2 separate regions of the Anas platyrhynchos genome follow, and region 1 is linked to region 2. Evidence: chromatin contacts called from public Hi-C data. All regions are on one chromosome and are shown on one strand. Each heading gives the region's core, a stretch centred on a gene start, on an enhancer-like site or on the middle of the called end of the contact. The rest is flanking DNA. Distances are from core to core; before and after follow the strand shown.

Region 1 (6,348 bases), core at 403-2,902, 300 kb after region 2:
GTCAGCATTCCTGCAGCGAGAGGCTGCACAACGCACAGGCAGCGTTACCAGCACGTTGCTTTGGTCCTCTCCTATGGCGTTCGCAGAACACAGCGAAGCAGCAAAGCATCGTGCACGTGCTGTCATGTCTCCTGGTGCATCCCATTCTTCAGTCAGCTCCTAGCATCCAATTTTGGGGTCTGTGCTTTGAGAGGAATCCTGCCACCAAGCAAAGCCAAGCAGCAGGACGCCCGTTCACCTGTTTTGCTCTGTGTCCTGCCAACGGGAGAGCAAGTCACTGTGTGCTGATGCCACGCCGCAATTTCCATTGCCCTGCACGAGCTTTGCTTCCAGCTTTCTGCGTGAATGCCCAAAAAAAAAAAGAGGGTGATGATAACCACTCGTGCTGGCTGGTGTGAAAAGGGGGCACATCAGGACCCCTAAACACTACAGCTACACACCGTATGCCCTTCCTCTAAAAGCACAAACTGTGTCTTCTCTGGGAAGAGGAATATAATGAGAACATGTAAACTATCAGGCCGCTCGAGATAATTTGCTCCCTATTACAGCCAGGGACAAGTTGTTTAAAAATAAAATAAGCAATGGCCCACGCTACAGAATCTGTGTACTCTTCCAAAAAAAAAAATAGCTCTTAACGGTGAAGACGTGTTTAGCCCATTGCTAGCATGTTGCTAGTTTATTACGAAGCACGTACTCCTAATGGAAACAGAACCTCAAATTCACTGGGAATGAAAGAGGATGACAGATCCCTGTACGTTTACAATTTTGGCAGATTTGGGGTTTTGAAAGGTACTCCATTTCACTGGACTTCTGACTCGCTCCCTGTCTCATTTGTCCTCTGCATCCTAAAACACCTGACATAACATAGCCGGTATCGTTATTCCCATTTTACAGATGGTTAAAGCAAGGCACAGTGGTGAAATAAATTCCTAAATATTAAATATCAGGTTGCTTCCAAAACCCAGGAAAAGGACCCAGGTTTTCTCCTCCTTATTTAAGTAATGTCTGCTGTACAACCACAGATTTCAACCTTTTTAAGGGTAAAAAGGCTAAATATGATGCATGAATTGACAGAATCCATCTGCTTCAGAGAAGCCCTGGTTCACTCCAACAGTGACTAGAAAGCTGCAAAATCACTACAATTATCTTTTCACAATAATCCTGTACAAAAACGGCAAGTTTCAACAGAAGAAGAAAGTAGCAAAGCAGTCCTTTTCTGCAAGCACCATCAGTGACTTCTGACAGCCCCTCCCCGCTCCTGACATTCAGCAGCTCCCGCGGAGGGGAACCGTTCTCTTCAAGCACATTATTCTCCTCGCTTATCTGCATCAAAAGAACGAAAGCTACTAGTGGCCAGAAATCATTCAAGCTGCTTCCCTAAGTACTTCTGCCACTATTGCTTCCTTTTGTCCAGCACACGTGTCTCAGCCTTGTCTATGCTAGAGATATTTGGCATGCTCATCAGCTTTTGTCCCCCTCGCATGCCTAACACGCTGCAGAAACGCTCCCAATGGTGCGCAGGCGCTCCCGCCACTGTTTGGATTAGAGGGCTTGTAGATGACACATAACTTTGTCTGTTGTTTACAGCCCAGGATGATACAACAGACATTCAGTTGTCCCAGTGTCTCGCCAAGATTAGCACGTGGAAGAGCAGGAGCCGGCTGAGGCAGCCTCAGCAGGACAGAGGTTAGGCTTGTGGGCAGAGGGAATTGCTCCGAGGAGCACTGCGGTTCCCTGCGAGCGAGGACACGTGCTCACAGATTATCGAGAGCCATCCACGTTCTGAAAGCTTTGTTGACTCCTTGCTGATGCCACCCCTAAACCAAGGGTTATTGCTCTGGAAACAGAGCTGCCAGGCTGCAGAACGCTTCCTGCTGTAGGCAAAGCTGCTGGAAGCATTTCCACCTTCCTGTCCAAACCCATCCTAAACCTCTCCATCCATTTGTACAATGCACAGTTCAACTCATCCAAAAAACAACAAAGGGATCCCTCCCTCCATTAACTTCACTCCAACATCTACACAATCTAGGCAGGTCCATGCTTGGAAAGTGGAGAGAAAAAAATTGAGTTTTGTTTGTTTGTTTTAAAAATAAGTGATGCAATTAGTGGACAACGGAGTGCGTACCCGGCAAGCTGACTGCACTGGGGAATGGCAATACGGTGGCTATTCGCCGAGGAAACCTTACCTCAACAATCTCCACCTTGCTGGCACTGCACAGAAAAGGTTGGCACCTTGGAGCTTAACAACACGGAGCTCCTCACGTTCCTGTCCTATGCACTCATCATCAAAATCCAACAGCAAAAACTAGAGAAGCAGGAAATGCTGAATTAGGGTAACACTTCCCCCCCACCAACCATCACACAGCCCTAATTCTGTCCCTGCAGCAGTGCCAACCAGCATAACTCAAGACTGCTCAAGTCTGTTTGAACTCCTGAGCGGCCAGCTCCAAAGTGAGGAGTAAGTGCATGGCTCCGAGCCACGTTTGCAGAACCTCCCTGCCAATTTCTGGCTTGTACTTCATACTCCCCAGATGCAGGTTCATGAGCCATGACAAAATTTGGGGGCAAAGAGGAACAGATGCACAGAATCATTTCTCCTGGTTTGAGGTTTCAGCAGGAATGCTCCAGACAGCTTTGGTCAGGGTTGAAGAGAACAGGCAGGCAGCGCTGGGCGGTGATGGGAGCTCAGCACCTGCCCTCACCCCGCTCTGCACTCAGCGGTTTCACTGTGTCATGTTGAGAAGAACAAACATTCGCTATGTGCAGGCCTGGCTTTTAAAGTTACAGAACTCTACGTGATTTATAAGGTGTGATTACAAAGCTGTTTGAATTTTAGAAAATTAGAGGGGCTAGATTTTTTTTTTATTTAGTGCTTAAATTGGTTTGGCTATTTGTTTCATTATGGGAGATCAAAAATAATCCCGGTACTCCCAATGAGAAGTAAAGAGCGTTTGAATATGTTGGAATAACCTTAAAAGCAGGTGGCTACCTTATTAAGTGTTAAATATTCAGAGCTGAAATACGAGCCCGTTTCCATCTAGGGCGTGCAGTAAATGGCTTCCACATATGAATAGCAGCCCATTAGCACAATAAAAAAATAATTAGTTATCCAGTTGAAATTAGAACAAACGTTCTAAATGCAAGAATTTCAACGGGTCACTTTTATTTCATAAGCCATTGTGCCAGCTGCATAGCCACGGTTCCCCTCATCTAAACAAACAGTGCAAAATAGAAATAACTGCTTTGAATTGTTGTACCCACAGTTTGGTATTTGTAGGACGGGAGATGAGGGGGACATAGAGGTTTGGATTCATCACGTACACAACAGAGTACCTCCAAATGCTCATTTCCTAACAAGTGCAGGGATTGCATGGATAGAAAAGCAGCCTTCCAGGATAAGGTACTTGCTTGAGTCTCCAGAAACCCTAACCTAGTTCAGTGAGGAGAACCGAGATTGCTCTCAACATCTCCATGGAATACTAACAGGCCTCACCCCTGCACACACAACCCCACTTGTTGAACTCCTGATTCTTTTGGAGTGAAACACTCACTGGCAGGTGGGCTCTACAGGGCCAAGTGTCCGGGGTTAATAAACATGCAGTCTATCAGCTTGCCTGCATTTTAATAACCACAATAATTTCGTAGGTATTCAGCAAACCCCAAATAATTTTATTTATATAACAACCTGTGAGCAGTCAAATAGGGAATAGGGCGGTCTAACACTAGAGTAAAAGTCCATAAACTTTTAGCCATATATGCAAAACTAAAGTTGTAACAATAAAAGCCATTTAGTAGTCCCTACTCATCCATTTCAGCTGAAGGGAGCTGTTTCTGTCACATGTTCCTTTCCTCTTGAGAGTTATGTTTGGTATTTTACACTAACTTCTGGCACTGTTTTCCCCTTGTTAATTGGAAACCACAATCACTTGTGGTGCAGTGCTTTGCTCTGCTTTCTGTATTTCTGATTTGCACCCAACTGTCAAATCTTTAACGGTGGAGAAAAACCACCTCTATCATTAGGGCCCATAATGCCACTGAGATAGCCCAGCGAATGTGCCAACAAGTGAAAGCAGTTAGATGATGACGTACTTGTCCCAGCACTCCTCAAAGCTGACCTTCCAGTGAGTCCTGGCCTCCACACGTACCAAAAGGGTCCTTAATGGAAAGACAAAACCCAATTCTATGACTTGTGTAAGAATATGCCCAGTCAGGGCAACAGCATTATTATCCACTCACACCAAGACCCAATTCTGCAGCCAGATTCATCAGAAAGTGTTCATTTTGTATTCTAAGGGGAAAAAAAATTAGAAAGATACAAGTCTTCCATGAAAGAGGTCAACATTAGGTTTTGCGTTAATTAGGTAAAACTCCCAGCCTTGCCACATAATATAAAATGCCCTGTGTGATATAAAACTTTGCTGACGAGATTGTAATCATGGACACTGTTAAAATCAACATTAGTTACAGTGACTGCAGGACTGTGGGATCCCATAGGCATGACACTACATCTATATTGGTTATTCTCGTGCCTCAGCAATGAACCTCCAATTTTAAATCCCACCACCTCTCTACACTTGTAATAGTTACCACCAGGGGAGGAAATTGGGTCATCAATACTCTGCCAAAAAATGTTTGGCTATTTAAACCATGCCTGTAAGTATCTCTTCCAAAGTTTCTGTGAACAAATCTAACTTTCATTCCGTGTATATGGTAAAAGTACAGTACATTCCAGCACTATCTCCCCCAGCAGTTAAGCGCACACAAAAAGCACAAAATCTCCTTTAATAGGACAGCTTCCTACATACCCTCGAGGAATCTGCACAGCTTTAGTTTCCCGATTTACCTTTTTTGTTTACCAGGAACCACACCCGGACAGTTACTCCAACAGCATGTAGGGACATCTAGTGACCAAAGGAGATATTGCACATAAATAAATCATTACATCTGCTTACTACACACCATTTTGTTAAAATCCAAGGAGCAAAGTACTTGAAAATTAAGAAAAACATTCTCCACACATTTTTTTTTTCCTTGACATATTTTCTACCCATTAAAACAGCCAAGGCTATGCCCATTCAGCCACTGTCTTCACATGGCTTAGATCTCATTAGGGAAAATCAGGAGGTAAAATATTTTTAATTTTACTCTACAAAAAGAATTGATTTTCCTTGAAGTAAGTGCTTTCCACGAAGACTTGTCTTCTTTGCACTGAACAACCAGAATTCTGAGCTTATTAAGAGTTATTAAGAGGACATTCAGAAGTTTGGTTTCATTACACACTTCTGCTTTCAAAAATGCAACATTCTGTATCACTATCATCTTTCTTCTTCCTTCACCTCTATAAATACTCTCATGGATATGGCACTGCTAAGTAAACCCATATTTTTGACCTGCTGCATGTCTAACATTTCTTCTTTAATAACTCCACGAGCATGGCAGGCTCTTCCTATTAACTACATTACATCATCATTATCAAAGACTAAAGGAAATTAATTTTGTTTTCCAAAGCCTTGGCAATGAGTTGGTTCTTTACTTCATCAGACATCTGCTGTTTTTCTACGTATGTCATTTGTGAAGCAGAGTTTTCCTTATGACTTTATTCTCGTAACAGTTTATCATGCCACACTGTTTACCAGTGAAATAAAGCGGAGCGGGATTTCTCATTCGCCATGTAAAAGTGTAAAGCTAACTGAAAGCCAACGCTATCATCTCTGTTTCGCTTTCAAACACTTTCCTGGTTTAAAATAAAGCTCACCAAAGACTGTCATGAAAAAATAACCTCTCATGGTCTTTGCTTGAAATTTATTGCTGGTGCTGCGGTACTTTGTTTTAACAGATGGGACTTTATCAGCAAATTATGTGGGCAGGCCACCAACTTCCCTCAGGAATGGAGGAGTGCTAGTATTTACTTGGGCTCTTATCTATGTACTTAAAGCCATATTCTAACCACAAAATTCTAGTATCATTTATTGATATAAGACAAAACACAGAGAATCTTCTGTTCTGAAGCACACTGCATTCCTAACCTTTGTCTTCCTCATGCATGCCATAGGTTGCTGCTGTCAGATATTTCACACCAGCAAAACTTTTTCTCTTTTCCTTTTTAAGGTTGAATGCACTTTGCAATTTGTATTCATGTTTGCCATATAACTCCATTAATGCTGCGCAAAAGGGGACCATTTAGATCACTTTTCAAAATATTTATTTTGCTAAATAATTTGTTGTGGTTTTGCTTGGAGTTTTTCCCTACTTAACTACACTGTCACTTACCCCATAAATTGTATTCTAAAGAGGATTTTGCTCATGGCAAGTGCTTCTAAACTACAGCAACTGTTGCATCAGGAACTA
Region 2 (6,203 bases), core at 3,637-6,136:
TCCCAGGTGTGTGAAAGGCAGCTGAGCTGCAGGCTTCCTTGCCTAAGCTTTAGTCCCACAGCTGCTGGATGCGTTTTTGCGACCCCTACCCAGAGCACTCACCTCGAACCATGCTTTTGGGGTGGTTTGACTGAGGGTGGTGAGCTCTTTGCTCAATGGCAGGAAGACCGAGTGACCAAGATCATCTGGAGGGGGTTCAGGGTGAGCTTTGGGAGCAAAGCCCTCATGCATGCATACAAAAGTGGTGCCCGCTGTGAAAACCCCATTTATTTTCAGATGGGAAGCTGGGTCTTGGGGATGCTTCAATCCCACAGCCTGAGGACCTGAATGCTGCCCCTGGATCAGACAGAGTGATGCAGGTGAGTATTGAAGAAAGTGAACTCTGCAGTGCTTTTAACACCTCCCACGGTGCGTATCGAGAGCTGGCCTGGGTACGTGTCCCTCCTGGCTCCATCCACACTGACTCCTCACTCTCCCCAGGCATCACTGCATGGCACCTCAGCCATGAGTGGCAGTCTGCAGCTTGTAGGTCCCCAAAAGGATGGTTTTCTACTCCATAGCTAGCTTTTTGCTGCTGAGTGGCTTATTTGGTTCACACCCAAGGTGCAAACTGGCATATATGCAAAACAGGCAGCAAGGAGGCAAAATAGTTTCTGGGCTAGTGCTGGTCATGGTGTGATGGGGAGGAAAAGAGGTAAATAGTGGAAAAGTCAGTATAAATGTAATATTTTGGGCTAAGAAATAGTGAGGGACAAACAGGTACAATTTTTTCTGGGATACAAGAAGCTGTGCCACTGCAAATAGGGACACAAAACCACCTGCAGCTGTGCTCTCACCTCCAGGAGACCAGCAGCACCCTGCAGCACGAAGGGTGGTCTCAGGTGGCCCCGTGGCTGTCCTTGGCGGTCCCCTTTGTTCCCTGGCGTGTGGCACTGGTGGAGCAGAGCTCATCCCAGCCGGAGCAGCAGGAGCAGCAGGAGCAGCAGGGCTCCCACCGTCCCGTCCCGGAACACTTTGTCCTTGGATGCTGCTCGCGGTGCGGCTGCGAGGACAAAGATCGACGAGCCAACATAAATCATCGTTTGAAGTCTGCAATGACAACATGGAGAAACATTAATGGGCTCGTTTAATAAAATCCACATTGTTTCCATCGGGAAGCTGTATAAACAGCACTATCAGGGGCTGCCTAAGCCAGCCCTTGAAGGCCGCGAGTGCGTGCCGCTCGGCTCATGCTCGTTGCATGCGGAGGGAGGCAGGGAGCTGGATCGAACGATTGATTAATCAAACGGTAGTTTGGCTCGCAGGGGAGCTGGAACACAGCTCTAACACACCCTTCCCTTCCGCGTCGAGCTGGCCACCTCCTCCTCCAGCCCAGCTGTAGGTGAGAGATGCTCGGAGGAATGCGTGACGCCTCTCGCCTGCATTTACCCGCTCGTCCTGCCGGCACCCATGGGTCCCACCCCACTGGAGAGAGAGCCCCCTGGCTGCTCTTGTGAAAATTGGTTAATCAGTGCCAGTTTCCCCATTTCCTGCTCCTTGTCATTTAGGGATTGTCCCCTTGTCCCAGTGTGCCGTGTTTGGAGGGAGGCTGGGTACGTATAAATTCATGCATTTTGGCCTTGAGCCAGCACCCGGATCCATCACAGCCAAATCAATCTGACCACGATGTGTATAATGATCCAGGGGGATCAGGGAGGTCCTAAAGCCTATCCACAATGGATATCACCCAGGACAGTGGTCTCGCCTCTCTGCCAAAATCCCCTGAGGCTGCCCCGAGGAGCTGTGGCTGCCCCATCCCTGGTGGTGCCCAAGGCCAGGCTGGATGGGGCTGGGGGCAGCCTGGGGCCCTGCCCATGAAATTAGATGATCTTTTACGATCCCAAACCATTCTGTGATTCTATGTTTTTCTCAGCACCAGATGCACAAGTTGGCCAAAGGTCCTTCCTGGAGGTTTTGGTGGTGCCAATGTGCTGACTGCTGCCTTGGCAGAGGGAGATTTTCCTGCAGAGAAGCGAAGGCTGGAGGAAACACGGGCTGCGTTGTCCATATTTTGCAGAGGGATGAAGCCTTTTCCTGCATTCACTTGGGCAGTGCTTTGATTTTTCTGGTATTTTTAGGAACTGCAGATCTGAACTTGATTGTTCCGAGCAAAGCCTAAAGACGGGCAGAGCTGCCAACTCGTGGGATTTTATTGCCAGCTCTGTGGTATTTCTTAAGCCCCAGTGCTTGGCGACATGTGACGAAGTGAGAATTTCAGGGTTTGTTTAAAAAGTTTTCTCAAATAAGGTGTGAAACCTGAGACACCTCCAAGGCTCAGAAAATATAAAGAACAAAAAATATTTATTTATTTATTTTTTTAGCTATACTGGTTTTTGAGCGAGTGTTTCAGGGAGCTGGCCCTGAAACATAACCTGGCAGGTTATGCTGAGAAAGTGTAATTTTAGTAGCAAGGTAACGTCTGTGGGGAGAGGGCAGCGAAGGGCACGGTGGAGCCAGACCTTTTTTTGGAGCAGACCAAAAATTCAATTTGCCCGTTTCTTTCCAGCGGTTATAAAGCCTGTGGGGACCACCATAGATGCAGGTACCTGAAAAAGGTGCAAGTCCAAATACATCTGCATTACCCCTGGAGGACTCGGTGGCCTTCACCCTTCAAATATTCAGCTGGCCATTTCGCAAATCTAGCAATCCTTCCCGTGAGTCCTTAGGTGGAAACTTGTGGCTGTTGCACCTTCCAGTGAGACTGAGAAGCTCGATTTATGCAACTTCAACTTGGTTTTGCCTCCTGTAATTTTTTTATCTTGTGCTGGTGCCCCCCATCCGTGCTGGATTACAGACCCAGCAGGGGCAGATGCTGCGCTGGCACTCAGTACCCAAAGCAGCCCACCAAGTCCTGTGGGGCCCAAGAAAATTGTTCTGCATTATTTTTTTATATATTTTTTTTTATATATATTTTTATATTTATATATATATATATATATATATTTATTTTTTTTTCATCTGTTGCTTTTTGTTTGTGCAGCAGCAGCTTGCTGGGGTTCCTTCTAAAGCCATGCACGGTGCTCCCAGATGTCTTTGATCAGCCAAGGCAAAACATTTAGGTGTTTTTATTTTCTTCTGAAGTTTGCTTTTTTTTCCCTGAGTACAGCGTGCAGCTCTGCTTGCTGAAGGGGCTTTCCTGTGACAGCACCACTTTCCTTCCTACCTGACACCTGATGGTTTGTCAGTTTGATTACTGAAGGGAAGGACGTCTTGGAAGGGAGAATTTGCTTCCATGGGGGTGAAACCCTGCTCTGATGGAGCCAGGTGATTTCTGCATCTGGATCCAATGGGACTGGGATTTCCAGCCCTATTCTCTCTTGGGCTTGGGAACGAAAAATGGATCATAACATAGCATAGCAGTGTGTTACTGAAAAAAAAACATGAATGATCTACCTGCCCTCCTGCACTGTCATAGTTACACTTTTTCTAGGTTCACTGTTAGCTCAAACACAGTCCCAAGGGACTGGGCAATGCCAACAGCAAGCTGAAACCCAGTTTTCCCCAGTACACCTCCCCAGCACGCTGGGGCACTGGGCAAAATCAGCCGATCTCTCTGCGAATTTGATGTTTAGTTTGTTAACTGTTTGGCAGCCTTCACCCACCCAAAATGACACCACATCTTTAAAGAGCATAAAGGAAAACAGAAGAGAGAAAGAAAAATCTTTGCTGAATCTAATTAGTTGAATCTAATCAAGGGCTACAAACATAACCATGCTTGAATTATAACTGCGTCATTATTTCTTGACTGTAGGGCAGAGTGAAAGAAAGAATATCCTGAATGAACACACCCTGGACTGGTTTGGATTTCTTTCCCATTTCAATTTAATTCTGATTTTTCTGACCCTAGCTCCTGGGGCTTGGGATGCGTCCAACATCTCCGTAATGGTGTTACTCCACCTGCAGCCTCCACTCCAGCCTGCGTGTCTGTCTGGGACTGCCTATTTTTTGCAATTGGAGCAATATCTGAAGAACCCCTCCAGGACCAGACCCCACTGTGCAAGAATTTGCACCAACACGTACCAACAAGGTGGTTTCAGCTCAAAAGACTCGTGGCTATTGGGGGGAGGCCCTGGGCATGAGCTGAGATTCACCTGCTGCCCTCAGTGCACTTTTTGCTTCACCCTCCTGCTGACACAGTGACTTGGATCCTACAGCACCATGTGCACCCCCATTTGTCACTAAATCCCATTCTATGACTACTTTAATGACAAAAGAGGCAGTAGAAGTGTAAATAAGGTCTTAGTATTGGCTTAAGGCTATGTCCAGATTTTAGGATTGGGACAAATGCACAGAGGGAAAATACCAAGTGTGATCCCTGTGTGTGACTTCTGGATATAAGGACAAAATTTTTCATGATGAGGGCAGTCAACTATTGGAGTGGGTTTCCAAAGATGAACTGGAAAAAGCCCCGAGCATCCTGAGCTCAGACATTGGGTTAGGGACCCATAGATGCTCCTTCCAGCCTGAGTTACCTGTGACTCTACAGCACTTGGGTTTATCAGGTTAATTTCTAGATGATGTGGCCACCTGCAGCTGATGAAGGGAAGGAAGCAAGCCACCAGGGAAGGAAGCAACCCCTGGGGGAATTCCCCCCTTCCTGGGACAGACCCTTGGGCTCTGAAGCAAAGCGAGGGGGTGAGAATGTGAATTCATGGCAATCCGTGTAAGGAGCTATAGGATCCTCCTTCCCCCAGCAGGATCACGGCCTTGGGGCACCCAAAGCTCAAGGGTTTGCTTCTACTTTGCTAAAATTGCCAAAACTCAGCATGAGCAGCAAAACGAGCTGGAAAGCAAAGCCAAACAACCTTCAATCAGGGAAGACTTTGCTGATAAGGAGAGACCCTGTCTGGGGCTCTGGTGCACTTGGGGAGGGAATAGTGTATCACAGGCTGGAAAGGAGTCACCAGTGCTCTGCCTTTTGCAAGCAAAACAGACATCAGACCAGCAGTGCTATGCGGAAGACATGCGAAGCTATCCATCTGCTCCACACAGCCCCAGGAAGACCTCGGCTGGATATTGAATCCAGCTTTTGGCACTGCACTTGAGAAAAGATGCGGACTCCTTGGAGAGGGTCCAGAGGAGAAGAACAAAGAGGAACAGAGCTCTAGAAAACATGACCTGCAAGGAGACACTGAGAAAATTGGGGTTGTTTAGTCTAGAGAGGAAAAAACGGAGGGAAAACATGATAACAGCCTTCAAGTATTTTGACTTTCCTCACTGGATAGGAGATAGGAAGCAGTCCTCGGTGCCTGCTGGGGATAGCACATAAAGTGATTAGGTTAAGGGCAAGGGTGGCTGAGGTCAGGCTTTAGGAAACATTTTCCGAGGGTGAGAACTGGGATTCCTTGTGTGGGAGGTGGTGGAAACTCCATCACTGGAGGTTTTCAAGAAGAAATTACTTAGCTATGTGTCAGGGCAGGCTAGGTGGATGAGAAGACCCGTGGGGACTAGAAGACCTCTTGAGGTCTCTCTGGCCATATCTGCCCTAGGGGAACTCAGAAGCTGAGCCACGTTAGCCTTGTCCATGTGGACTAAGAAGAGTGCCACCCTGCTGGACATCACACCCATCGCTTCAGCCACTTCTCACACGAGTGCCAACCCCGGCAGCTCCGAGGAAAGAGTGAGGACAGGGCTTCCCAGAGCGCCGAGCCGTGGGCCAGCTGCAGTTGAGGGCTCCACGAGGAATGCCAAGGCTTGCAGAGACGCTGGACGTTGCCGCTGCGGAGCCGGGTGTTGGAGGAAAACAGTCGTGTCAGAGGCGGGAGGTACCGTGGGTGGTTTCATTGTAGTTGTTTTTGTAATTTATGGCTGGTGAGCCTGGAGTCTGGGAGGAGTGTTCCTTTTTATGCTCTTTTGTATAAATCCAAATAAATAAATTCAGGGAGAATCTCTTAGGCAACCAGGGCCCGGCCAGCGTGTAGCTGTTAAGATTAATATCTGCCTCTCGAACCGCGCCAGAAGACCAGAGAGGGAGCTGGCAGGGATCTCAAAGCACTTTGTAGGTTCTGAGTGTGTTGGAAAGTCTGGCGAGCTCACGGCGCTCCGGTGGGAGCTGAGTCCTTGGGCAAAGCCAGTCGCAGCGGAGGGTGAAAGACGGGACGTTCCCTCCCGGAGTGCTTACCTTGAGCGAAAGCTATGAGCATTTCTAGAAGGAGGGGACATCC

Evidence for each region. Hi-C and Micro-C count contacts between places; a contact is called where the count stands out from the background.
Region 1: a Hi-C map of small yellow follicle shows a contact between it and region 2, with 2.0 times the contacts expected there. The contact joins two enhancer-like sites. A contact is called at or near these places in 5 of 8 Hi-C or Micro-C datasets (F5 follicle, liver, skeletal muscle and 2 more).

What each region holds. Positions count from the first base shown.
Region 1 is chr5:3,975,534-3,981,881 of IASCAAS_PekinDuck_T2T, forward strand. No RefSeq gene overlaps it. Among named protein-coding and RNA genes, the nearest start is that of CNIH1, 43 kb to the right of the region's middle. Within about 2 kb of position 1,653, at least 5 of the 8 cell types and tissues checked have an H3K27ac peak or open chromatin away from gene starts, as enhancers often do. A contact at or near this core is called in F5 follicle and small yellow follicle, where this site is marked.
Region 2 is chr5:3,676,820-3,683,022 of IASCAAS_PekinDuck_T2T, forward strand. No RefSeq gene overlaps it. Among named protein-coding and RNA genes, the nearest start is that of DDHD1, 32 kb to the left of the region's middle. Within about 2 kb of position 4,887, at least 4 of the 8 cell types and tissues checked have an H3K27ac peak or open chromatin away from gene starts, as enhancers often do. A contact at or near this core is called in F5 follicle and small yellow follicle, where this site is marked.